3 separate regions of the Gossypium hirsutum genome follow, and regions 1 and 2 are each linked to region 3. Evidence: chromatin contacts called from public Hi-C data. All regions are on one chromosome and are shown on one strand. The core of a region is the stretch at or near the end of the contact, and the rest is flanking DNA. Distances in the headings are between cores, read along the strand shown.

What was found. A called contact is a pair of places that touch in the nucleus more often than the background predicts.
Region 1: a contact with region 3 is called in a Hi-C map of leaf, with 4 times the contacts expected there. The contact joins the promoter of LOC107888821 here to the promoter of LOC121209955 in region 3. A contact is called at or near these places in 7 of 34 Hi-C or Micro-C datasets (anther, hypocotyl and leaf).
Region 2: a Hi-C map of leaf shows a contact between it and region 3, with 1.8 times the contacts expected there. The contact joins the promoter of LOC107913415 here to the promoter of LOC121209955 in region 3. A contact is called at or near these places in 3 of 34 Hi-C or Micro-C datasets (all in leaf).

The regions. Positions count from the first base shown.
Region 1 is chrA11:49,315,928-49,320,013 of Gossypium_hirsutum_v2.1, reverse strand. LOC107888821 (40S ribosomal protein S6) reads left to right here and starts at 2,266. Exons shown (of 6, transcript XM_016813050.2): 1 at 2,266-2,577; 2 at 2,674-2,738; 3 at 3,286-3,343; 4 at 3,444-3,552; 5 at 3,637-3,909; 6 at 4,049-4,086. The coding sequence starts at 2,572.
Region 2 is chrA11:49,260,778-49,264,859 of Gossypium_hirsutum_v2.1, reverse strand. LOC107913415 (peroxidase 17) reads right to left here and starts at 1,658. Exons shown (of 3, transcript XM_016841989.2): 1 at 1,250-1,658; 2 at 951-1,142. The coding sequence starts at 1,447.
Region 3 is chrA11:49,094,487-49,098,184 of Gossypium_hirsutum_v2.1, reverse strand. It overlaps LOC121209955 (ras-related protein Rab11A), which reads right to left and starts at 2,424. Exons shown (of 2, transcript XM_041081996.1): 1 at 349-2,424. The coding sequence starts at 581.

The sequences.
Region 1 (4,086 bases), core at 1,017-3,516, 220 kb before region 3:
TGGAAGCTTGGAAAACCCTAGCCATGGTTTCTTCATGTAAAATTTGTCCAAGGAAGAAGATGGGTAAGAAATTTTGGCTTTTATTTTGTTTATTAAGTCATTTAATTTCTAAATGACCAAAATGCCCTTAACTTAAAAATATTCTATTTCACCTATTTCATATTCATTTTTGTCCAAAAAATTATCGAATGGTCTAATTACCATTTAAGGACCTCCAATTTAAAATTTCATAACAATTGGACACCTCTAGCTTCTAGAACTCAAGTTTTGCACTCTTTACGATTTAGTCCTTTTGATTAAATTGAGTGCCCAAATGTCGAAATTTTCGAACGAAATTTTTACAAAATCACTCCGTGAAATTTTAGACTATAAAAAATAATAAAAATAAATTTTATTACGTTAGATTTGTGGCTCCAAAACCACTATTTCGACTAGACCCAAAATCAGGCTGTTGCACTTCAGGCTTCAAAGACTTGTTAAAAATTAAGTTAATTTAAGGCTTTTTAAAAGTTTATTTTGTCCAACAATTCGAAAATAATTTTAAAGACTTATAAACAATTTTTGAAAATCTAAGTAGGAAATTTTTAATATACTTTTTGTTATATCAAAATACTTGAAAAATTAGAGGTAACAACATAGATAGGATATGTATTACAAGGTCTTATGTCTCAAGTGACATGGAGGCTTAAGTTATTGATACATGACATACTTAATTGTGATGAAACACGGTAATTGTGTTATTTACCTCCATATTTTTGTTATTTTCAAAATGGAATATAATTTAAAATAATATTACATTATTTTTTTTGGTGAAATAAAAATTAAAAGGACTCAATTGTGTCATACAATATCAAAAGCACCATTTGCTTAAATACATATAACTCAAACCACCCAATATTTTTTATTCTGTAGTAACTTTTGGATTCGCCTCACCAGAGCTGAGGAAGAAATAGTTGGAATGTTCGTTGTTATTGCTTGCACCACCCCTCGAGATTATCTGTATGTATCAAAATTTTTCCACTCCCTGTTCTATAAGAAAGGTAAGGGCATCCAAAATACCCCAAAGTTGGGCATCAAAGATAAAGCACATATATTAATGGATTAAAATTTAATTTTATAAAACTATTAAATATTTGAAAATTTTCAAATAATATTATTTATAAATTTAAGATAATTAAATTTATTATTAATTAAAATTATGTAGGTGAAGATATCAATAACAAAAATGTTATTTATGTATAAAATTAAAACCAAATATTAATTGACGCATATCATCATCATTATATGACTATTTTCTTAAATTAACTGCTATATACAAATTATTTATTTTAATCACATCCATTATATTAATTTTTTATCAAATTGAACTAATAATTTTGAAAAAAAAAATATTCTTTCATTCAATTAGAATAACCGATCTTATGCCAAATGAACGTAACTCAATAAAATAAAGATTTATAACTTTTACGAATGGGTAAATTCCTTTTTAAACCAATCCATCTTTTGTTAAATTATTTTAAAGTACTCAATATTCCTAAATTAAGTACTTATTCTTTCCAGACTTTTAAAATTTAAAAAAATTCCTTTATTAAAATTACAAAATTAGACTCTATTATTTTTTATTTGTTCTAAAAAATTATATTTCAATAAAAAATAAAATAAATTATTTAAGCAATTATACATTTTATTTTGTAGAAAAAAATTATCAAAAAAATTATTATTTTTATATTTCGAAGATTTTATAAATAAATACAATAAGAGAAAATATATTTCTAATTTTTATTACTATTTGAGAAAATATATATATTCTAATTTTTTTTAAAAAAATAATATCAAGATAAACCTGAACAAGAAACAAACCAGTAGTATATATATTATAATTTATTTATACTGAATCTAATTAAAATTGCATAGTATTTATTATTAATTATTCGTACTTGGTGAATGACCTAATGATGATAACAATAAGTATATTTTTAATGTTGGAGAGAATATTTTAATAAATATGGAATGTTAGAGTAATTAGATAAAATTGTATGAGATATTTATTTTCTTGTTAATTTTATTGATAATTGTATTGTTAAATATTTTATTAGACTAATGTATTATTTAAAATGATTTGATTTTAATTGTTATTTATTTAAAGAATTTTTTTATTATTAATAATTTAAAAATAATTAATATTTTTTAAAATTTAAAATTATATGATTATATAATTACATTTTACATACTTTATAATATAATTGCTATCTTAATAATTACACTACCATTAATCTAAATTAATTTTTTTTGCTACATCCACGGATTAACAGGTCTGATAGATCAAATTTTACTTTGGGCTTACAATGAGCAGTAAGTAAATCCGAACCCACAAAATATCCATGTTCGTGAATCTGGGTTGACTCGGACCAACTTACAGACTTCCCTAATAACACCAGATTATTTTCCTTTATATTTAAACCTCCCCGAAAACCCTAACCCTCGAAACCTTAAGTTAGCAAGAGAGCAGCAGCAGTCTCGGCGGCGGCAGTTCTCCCCAGGGTCTAGTTTCTAAACAACCATCAAACAGAAATGAAGGTTTTACCCCTCTTTCCGCTTCTTTTTATTAAGGAAAAAGAAGATATTTCTGTCCCTTTTGGGTTTTTGTTGATTCTCTTCATTTGTTTGTTTCAGTTCAATATTGCAAATCCGACTACTGGCTGCCAGAAGAAGCTGGAAATTGACGATGACCAGAAACTGTAATTTTCTTTTCTCTTTTTTTGTTTTTTGGTTTTAAATTGTTTGGTTTAATTTTATTTTGTTGCTCTAAATTTCAATATTAGTCTTATATTTTGAAAGGCGAAAACACCCAGTTGAGTTTTCATGCTTCTTTTCGTATTGAGTGAGATTGAATTTTTAGAGTATTTAGAGATGCGCAAAATATGGGTGGAAGAAGCAAATTCAAAGGTAGAAAGTAGGTTAATGAAATTTATATGAATTTTTTGCTAATAATAGAATTTGTAAAGCAAAGTGGAAGGCAAAAGTTGTTTATACTTCCCAAAAAATGAGCTAGCATAATACATTTTGTAATTATTTTCTCTTGCCATATATTTTTTAAGTTAGGTTTCCTTTTGGGACTAGTTCTTGTCAAGCTACCACAATGCGAAGGAAATTCAACTGTGTTGTACCCTTTAACCATAGTTTTAACAGTATGCTTATTACATTTAGCGTCTTGGGGCGAGGTACTGCGAGCGTATTTGTTCCTGAGGAAGAAAAATTTCTGACCTTGGAACTTTGATATTGCAGCCGAGCCTTCTTTGACAAGAGGATCTCCCAAGAAGTCAGTGGTGATGCCCTTGGCGAGGTATGTTTCCAAGTTACTTTTAGTTTCTCTTTATCAAATTTATGCTTTTGAATCTGGCCATCTTAACTGCAGTTTGCTCTTATCTCATATCATTTAACAGGAGTTTAAGGGCTATGTGTTCAAGATAATGGGAGGCTGTGACAAGCAAGGTTTTCCAATGAAGCAAGGAGTTCTGACTCCAGGCCGTGTTCGTCTTTTGCTTCACAGAGGTCTGTAGACTGCAAATTAGTTGCATTTGTTTGTTTGTATAGAAATGTTTTTTACTTGTTGACCAATTGTTTTTCTTTGAATAGGTACTCCCTGCTTCCGTGGGTATGGTAGGAGAAATGGAGAGCGAAGGAGGAAGTCAGTTCGCGGATGCATTGTTAGTCAAGATCTTTCAGTTCTGAACTTGGTTATTGTTAAGAAGGGTGAAAATGATCTTCCTGGATTGACCGACACTGAGAAGCCAAGAATGAGGGGTCCAAAGAGAGCTTCGAAAATCCGGAAGTTGTTCAACCTCTCTAAGGAAGATGATGTTCGGAAATATGTTAATACATATCGCCGAACCTTTACAACCAAATCTGGTGAGTACTAAATATTTGTTTGTGCTTCATTGAGTTTCCTGGGGAATGAGTTTTGGTCAATGATTTACTTTTCATAAATAAGTTAATGATGGTAGTTGCTCCCCTAGTTGAAAATAAATAACACTTTTTTGGAATGCAGGTAAAAAAGTAAGCAAGGCTCCCAAAATTCAGAGGTTG
Region 2 (4,082 bases), core at 409-2,908, 170 kb before region 3:
ATTTATTTAATTATTTTTTAATAATAAATGAGTTAATTTAATCAGATTCGTATCCTAAGTCGAAAGTCTCTAAATTGTAAAGCAAAAGGCTTAGAAAGTTACTAACAAAGTTAGCTTAAAACAAAATACAATTAGTAATATCTGCTACTGTCAAACTTCCAAGGGTTTTTTCACTCCACTAAGTAGAATTAATTACTTGATAACCAAAAATAGAAGGATTAAGAAGTTAGGATAATCTAGAGGTTCAAATCCCTACTAAATATATATGTACATGAGTTGTAGTCCAAATTTAAAAGATTTTAAGGCTCAAGAAACCTATATTAATATTAATATCTTTTTAGAATTAAATTTTTAGAATTCAGTGCAAGTCAAATTGAACAAAAAATACAAGTCGTATCCAAGCCGGACCAGATCTGTTGGGCTGGGAGGGCCACAAATGAGTAAACCCAGCACATGCAATCTTTTTTCTTTTATTTTCGTGAAATTTTTTAAGATTAAAGAAAATAAAATGAAAAACGGCTATTGGGGAAGGCAAAAAGAGGGAAAAGCAAGTGGACTTAACAGCTACAATACTATAATTACTTCGTAACTGATGACTGTGAAACGTTAAGTGCAAGAAATGTTACTATTTTTTTATGGAAAAAGTAATGCTACTATTGTTTTAATTTTTGTAACATCACTAATCTTTGCTATTTTTTTGAACATTAAGTGGAAAAAAATATTCTTCTTACAAAAGCTGGATGGGGCTAAGATTATAATAATTTATGGCAATATTTTAAGTTTATCAATCGCCCTAGTTGACAAAGTTGGGACAAAAGGCGCCCATTCATGCTGAATTTCTGGCAAAATGTTTAACATATAGCTTTTTATATAAATAAAAAGAAGAAAAAGTGTTGCGTATATTTTTAAGAATAATAAAATAGGAAGATAAGAAAGGTAGGAATAGTTACGAGAGCAACAGCATCTCTGGCGGCCATGATTATGATATCCGCACAAGAAACGATGCCCGGACAAGCCTTCTCCAAGGCTTCCTTCACCTCATACACAACCTCGAATGATCTTAGCGAATTTATATTGGAAAGAGCTAGTTTTTCCCCAAGCATGTTTGGCGTATCATCTAGCAGCAAAGAAGCATCACAACCCTGTAACACACAAAGGGGAAGAAAGGCAAACAAATTATTGGTAGCTTGCCGTATTAAAACATATATGTGTAGTTTTTTTTTTTTTGGGTGAAAAAAGGTTTTTTTACATTAACGAAACAATCGTGGAACTGAAAGCGCATGACGGAGGCAACGCTTCTCGGTTCCCTAATCATGGCCTTCATCATCTCATATCTCACTATCGCTTCTGCTTCTGGACATGTTTGAGCGTAAAACCCTGGTCGGAGAGTCTCTGCGGCCGCCATTGTCACTAGTAGGACAAACAGCACTGAAGGATAGAGAGACATTTTTTTTTTTGAGGTGAGGGACTAGGGTGGATGGGTTTGTCTGAAATTAATAGACCAACTTAGGTTTTTCTGAATGGCTTCTTAAACTTGTTGAATGTATTATATCGTGGAGCTATGGGTGGGATATGATAGTGTTGGTTGGTTTCTATATGATAAATCTTTTTAACAAGGGATACGAGATGTGAGTTGTTTAAAGATGGAATTCGGAACGGATGTGAATTTAAGATTTAAATAGATGTTCTTTTATCATTTGATGTACAGAGAGAACAATGATAAAGAAAAATTACTACAAACTTTTTTCCTATAATTCTGTATTTTTCAAAAATTAAGAAATTAATTTATCTATTTGCAATTTAGTTTCTTTTACTTTTTTTTAATTTTAAGATTTAATTCCAATGCTAATTTTTTTATTAAATTTATTGTTTTGATATTCTAAAATAAAAAATTACTCATTTAATAATTATGTAATTAAAAAATATTTTATATTTAACCTGAAATTAACAAAAAGTAATTAACCTAAATTTAAAAATTAAAAAAACAATTATATTCTTAAAAATAAAAATACATAAACTAAATTCTTAATTTTTAAAAATTACTAACTATATGCGTTTTTTAACAAATTCTTTTCTTTTATAAGTTTATATCAACTGAAATCCAAAAAGATTTTGTATGGATAAGACAAACAGTACTATTCTCTCTATTTAAGAAGATATTAAATTTGGAAAAAAATATTTTTCCTATTTTTAGTGAAATTTTTAAATTTTATAAATAGAGTATCTTATAAATATAGTAAAATATTTTTAAAAAATAAATATAAAAAAATACATTTACTTTACCGATATATCAACCACTAACCCAAAAAGTAATACCATTTATTTTAATTTCATCAGAGTTACTTTTAAACTAAAATGAACTGAAAAGTGCGATAATGCAATTACCATAGTAAAAAAACGGATTGATAAATTTGTTCAGTTATCTAAACTAAAACTACTCTTATGGTAGATTTACTATGCGAATGAAAAAAATAAAAATATTTATGCAATGATATTTTTAAAATAAAATTATTGTAAATAATAATTCTGATCGTTCGGTAATTTTTCAATAATATGGTATAATAATTTATTTGAACTTTTAAATTTATAAAAAAATTATTTTAATTTTTTATTTAATTTTTTTAATTTTTTTAGTCTTTAAATTTATATTGTTTGTCAAATAACTCCAAAATAAATAAATAAAAATTAATGTTTATTAACTTTACCGACGTGATATACATGTGAATCCAACATCAATAAATAATTATTTTTTAAAATTTTAAAAATTCAAAAATATTATTATATTTATTTAAAAAGTATAAAAATATATAAAAAATTATTTTTTAATATTTTTAAAAATTAATTAATTGTTAACGTGGCAATTTACATGCAGTAAAATTAACAAATATTAAATTTTTCATTCATTTTAAGGTGATTTGATAAATAATACAAGTTTAAATATTAAAAAAGATGAAAAATTAAATGACAAATTAAAATAAACTTTTTTATATATGAAAAGGTTAAGAAAATTATTATATTCAATTAAATTAGTATCCAATTAATTTATAACATTAAAAATATTTAAATAACAGAATAGGATGAAAAAAAAATCCATTTAGACAAAATTGAAGATAAAGAATTAAAGAGAGAGGGCAGATAATTTTCTTTATTTATTGGGTGAAAAATGATGAGATTGTTGAGAAAGCATTTGCATGGTGTCAAAAATTTAGAGGGCTTTTCAGCCTTTGTCACGACCAAAAGAGGCAAGTCGAACAAATTGGCTAAAAGTGCGTGAGATAGTGGATAATATTAAACGCAATATAAATTATATGATATAAAATAATGATTTTGTCGAATAATATAAATTTACAAATGCGATTACGACACCCATATCATGTGTTCATCTTTGTTGTTTTAATTCTATTATATATTATAAGAATATGTCTTAATTTTGTTAATGTTTTTTTTTAAGTTATAGATAATTAACATTAACATTAACTGTTATATGTTTTGTGTTGCTTTCTTTTATTTATTAAGTACTTTTTATGAAAATGTTAAAATTTTTGTCTTACATCAATGTTTTTTTTTGAAAAGATTATATTTTATAAGAATTTTGAGGCATATTCTCAATAGGTAAAGGTGGAAAGTTAAATCATAAAATAATGGTTGCATATTTTACTCCATGAGACCTTTACACCGGTATATAATATGCTCAAAATGGTTGTGTGATAAATGAGAAATTGACGCTTAAAATAAGCTACTTGAAAATATTGTTAGGACAAGTAAAGGCTTAAATCCCATATTGGTTAAATACAAAGTATGATATGTGTTTATATATATGAACTCTCTTGAAAAATAATTCAATGACTAAACTTGTAACTTTGCCTCATGTGCAAGGGGATGTAAACTTGATAGGGTTAGGGTGCACACCATGTTTCACAGGCCTTAACATTTCGTAAAATCCTTATTCTTCTTTCAGATTTAAGCTTTTATTTGATTTTAATTTTGATTAGTTTTTAGTATTTGATTGTAACACCCCAAACTCGGCCCAGACGTTATGACCGGATCCGACATGCCACATCGAATCGTTCAAAACATTTTAT
Region 3 (3,698 bases), core at 1,175-3,674:
TATATCATTTATCTATCAAACATCCAATCCAATCCTGATCGAAATTGAAAACATTTTCACCTCCGAACTAACACAATCATGGTAACTAACTAAACCATGTCTTGTCAGTGAACAGTAAATCTAGCAAACAAGCGCTCAGTACCAGGATTCTGAAATCCTTTTACATTTTCAAACAGCTTTTCTTTGAAAGCTTATAATTCTGTCCACAAACTACAGATCTATGAAAGAACCAAGAGAAAAGAAGAAAAACCCAAAAAGCTTTCAGCAAAAAGGAGAAATAAACAAATCTTCATGAAAAGCTAAAAAGCTTAGTAGTAGTAGTAGTAGTAGTAGTAAGAAAAAAAGTACCGTTCTTGACCAGCAGTGTCCCAGATCTGAGCCTTGACACTCTTGTGTTCAATAACAAGAGTTCTAGTCTGAAACTCAACTCCAATGGTGGCCTTGGAATCTAAACTAAACTCATTTCTGGAAAACCGAGCAAGAATCTGAGACTTACCGACGGCAGAGTCACCAATCAAGACTACTTTGAAAACGTAGTCAATCTTCTGGCTTGGGTCCCCATACCCTCCTCCACTAGCCATTTTCCCTTCTAATTCTACTTCTAAGTCTTGTTTATTTCACTTGATTTGGTTTTGTTTTGTTTTGTTTCGGCCTGAAATATAGCTAAGAGCCGAAGGACACAGTTGGTAACGTTGAGTTTTAGATTATTGTCTTGTGAAAGGCAAAGTGAAAGTCTAAAATCTAAATAATTGATGAGAAAGACAATTTGTTCATTAGGAAGGAGAGGAGGGATTCGGTGGATCAGGATTTAGACTACATATGAGATGATAATCCAGTGAGTAGCAGACATTAATCCGTTTGCTTTCAACCAACCAAATATAAACCCTTTTTGTAATTTCATACATTTAAGGTGAAGTTTTTAGATTATGTAAGTTCACAATTATATTATAAGATATATTAAAATATTTTAAAAAATAAACATTTAAAAAAAAGACACATGACGATTTTTTTGATAACTTGTAAAATAAAAAAATATACATTAAACTTTTTATACCATTATTGTATTTTATAATTTAAATTTTTTAAATTAATTTAAATTAATACTTTTTAAATATAATGAATTTACAAATAATATAAGTTAAACCTTTATAAGTAATTGACAAATAATATATTAAAATCGCATATGTTATTAAAATATTTTTAAAATAGTATTAAAATTAATAAATATTAAACTTATACATATATGTTAAAATATAAAATTAATAAGTAAATTATAGATTTAAAGAAATCGAAAAATAAATATCTTTTTCATAAAAGCAATCTAGGAGTTCAATAGTCATATATAAAAAATTGACAAAAATTATTTCATATTTGAAATTAAAGTTTTATTACATTTTCATATAAATTTAACTGAGAGATAAAGGTAAATAATTTTTTAAAAACAAGTAAATGTTAAGCTTACTTTTAATTAATTTTTAAATACATGAGTAAAATATAATGAATTTATTAAATTATAGTTATACTTTTTTATATAATATATTAATTTGCATACTTGTGTGATAAACCTATTTGATTGTTTATATAAACATTTCAAAACATATGGTGCTATAAACGTGTGAAAAAAAAATTTAAAATGTTTTTCACTTATTGAAATACATTTTTCACTTAATATTTCATATACGTAATTTTTAGATAATATTATATTAGGTTTATAATTTTTTTAAAAAATTACTTCACAATATTTTAAATAAAATTTACAACACATTTTCAAAAAAATAATTGTCTAATTATAAAATCAAATGATTTAAAAATCATTAGATTTATGTCTATATTAATAAAAAAATTATCTATTAAAAATTTGTTTTCATCGTCGTTAGTTACCTTAGATGATTAATCATGCACTAATTAAGTATTGCGTCAATTAATTACAATTTCAATCAGTTTAAATAACTAATTCATTGGTTACCTTACAATTGTAATGAAAGAATAACTTGGTCATGGTTTTACTTAATCAAACATCTTACCAAGGCCCATAACCACACAAACACAATTTTAATAACTCAAGTAGATGAAATGCAATCAACCTAACACAAATTAAATTCAAGCCATATCAAATAAATAAACTATTCAACATGACAAATATTCATAGACATGTTTATCATAACAACAAAAAAATTAAAAGGACAGGGAACAAGAATCAAATCTGGTATTTTCTCATTAGCTTGACTAGTTTGCTCTACTCCTCCTTCTCTGCTTGTTCTTGCCGAACCGGGGCTTCTACAAACACTTGAATACTGCTTGAAATGGTGGTTGATTGACTCTTTTTCAAGAGGTGAAATCAGAAAGGAAACAGGGGAAGAAAATGAAGAACAATGGAAGGGAATAAGAGAGAAAAATGAGAGAGAAGTGAAGAGATGAGAAGGGTTGAGATGTGTTTGAAGTGAGCAGCCAAGGGGGTATTTATAGGTTGAAAAGGCTGCTAAAAATAGCCAAAATAAGCAGCCAAAGACTCCCCCCATGGCCGGCCACACGTGGCATGTTTGAAGATTTCAAATATGTTATTTTAAGGTAGAGGCAAATCTAGAAAGGCATAAATAGTGGAGGGGTTTGAATGCAATTTAGAGGAGTTTTTAAGGGCCATTTTGCAAGCCAAATAATCAGCCAAGCAAGCTGATTGGGTCAGCATGTGGACGGTTTTGGGCTTCCCAATGTTCGGTTAGATCGATTTTCTCCATTCAAATCAACTGGGTCCCTTTTCATAATTAATTAATAATAATTTATTTAATCCAAATTAAATTGGATTAAAATGAAAATTAATTATATTATGAATTAATACACATAATTTGGACCGTCTTAGGTTGAAAAATTAAGTAACCTTGATGCTTCAAAATTGCTTCTCAGTTTTGCGCTTCTAACAATGTCCGTTGAGCCATTTTTCGCCCTTTGCCCGAATCTGTCGAAAAGAATTAAAATTAATCAAAATTTGATATAAAATTAATTAAAATTCAACATGTTCATATTTTGAGTGTAATTTAATTATTTTATAATAATTATATATTTTTCTACAAGAATTTTATCGAAATTGCATGAATTTGAGTTAAAAAGGGCATGAAAAAATGTGTATATTTTTGTGTTTCCACACCCCCAAACTTAATTCATTGCTCATCCTGAGTAATGCACAAATTTGAAAAGAATTTATCAGAAAACACCTTTGAAAAATGTGTATATTTTCGTGCTGCAATCATTAAGTTTAATTTATGCCTTCATATATTGAACATAACAATTTCTCTCCACTAATGTAGGTAGCATAGAAACTTGAATCAATAGTTCTTTTAAATAGGTTGTAACATGGCTAAGCTAGGGGTAGGTAAAAGATAGATAAATTTAGGCTAAAAACTCTAGACTCAGCTTGAATCGGACCTTTGAAATAATTACCTTCAACACACCAACTTATTTCGCTTTCACATGCTCTTTTATACATCTATTTCTTTCGAGTACATATGCTCTCTTTTTTTTCTTTTTTTTTTAATTTCACGAGTATTTTGCTGTATGTATTACAATTTTTTGAGCATTTGATTCTTCTTTTCAACTCCCCCAAACTTGTTTCAAAGAATATTATGAATAGCACCGAGTCTAGTGTTTGGGACAATTTAAAGATAATTGAGAGAAAAGTGATGGCTAAATATTGCAAAGGTTCA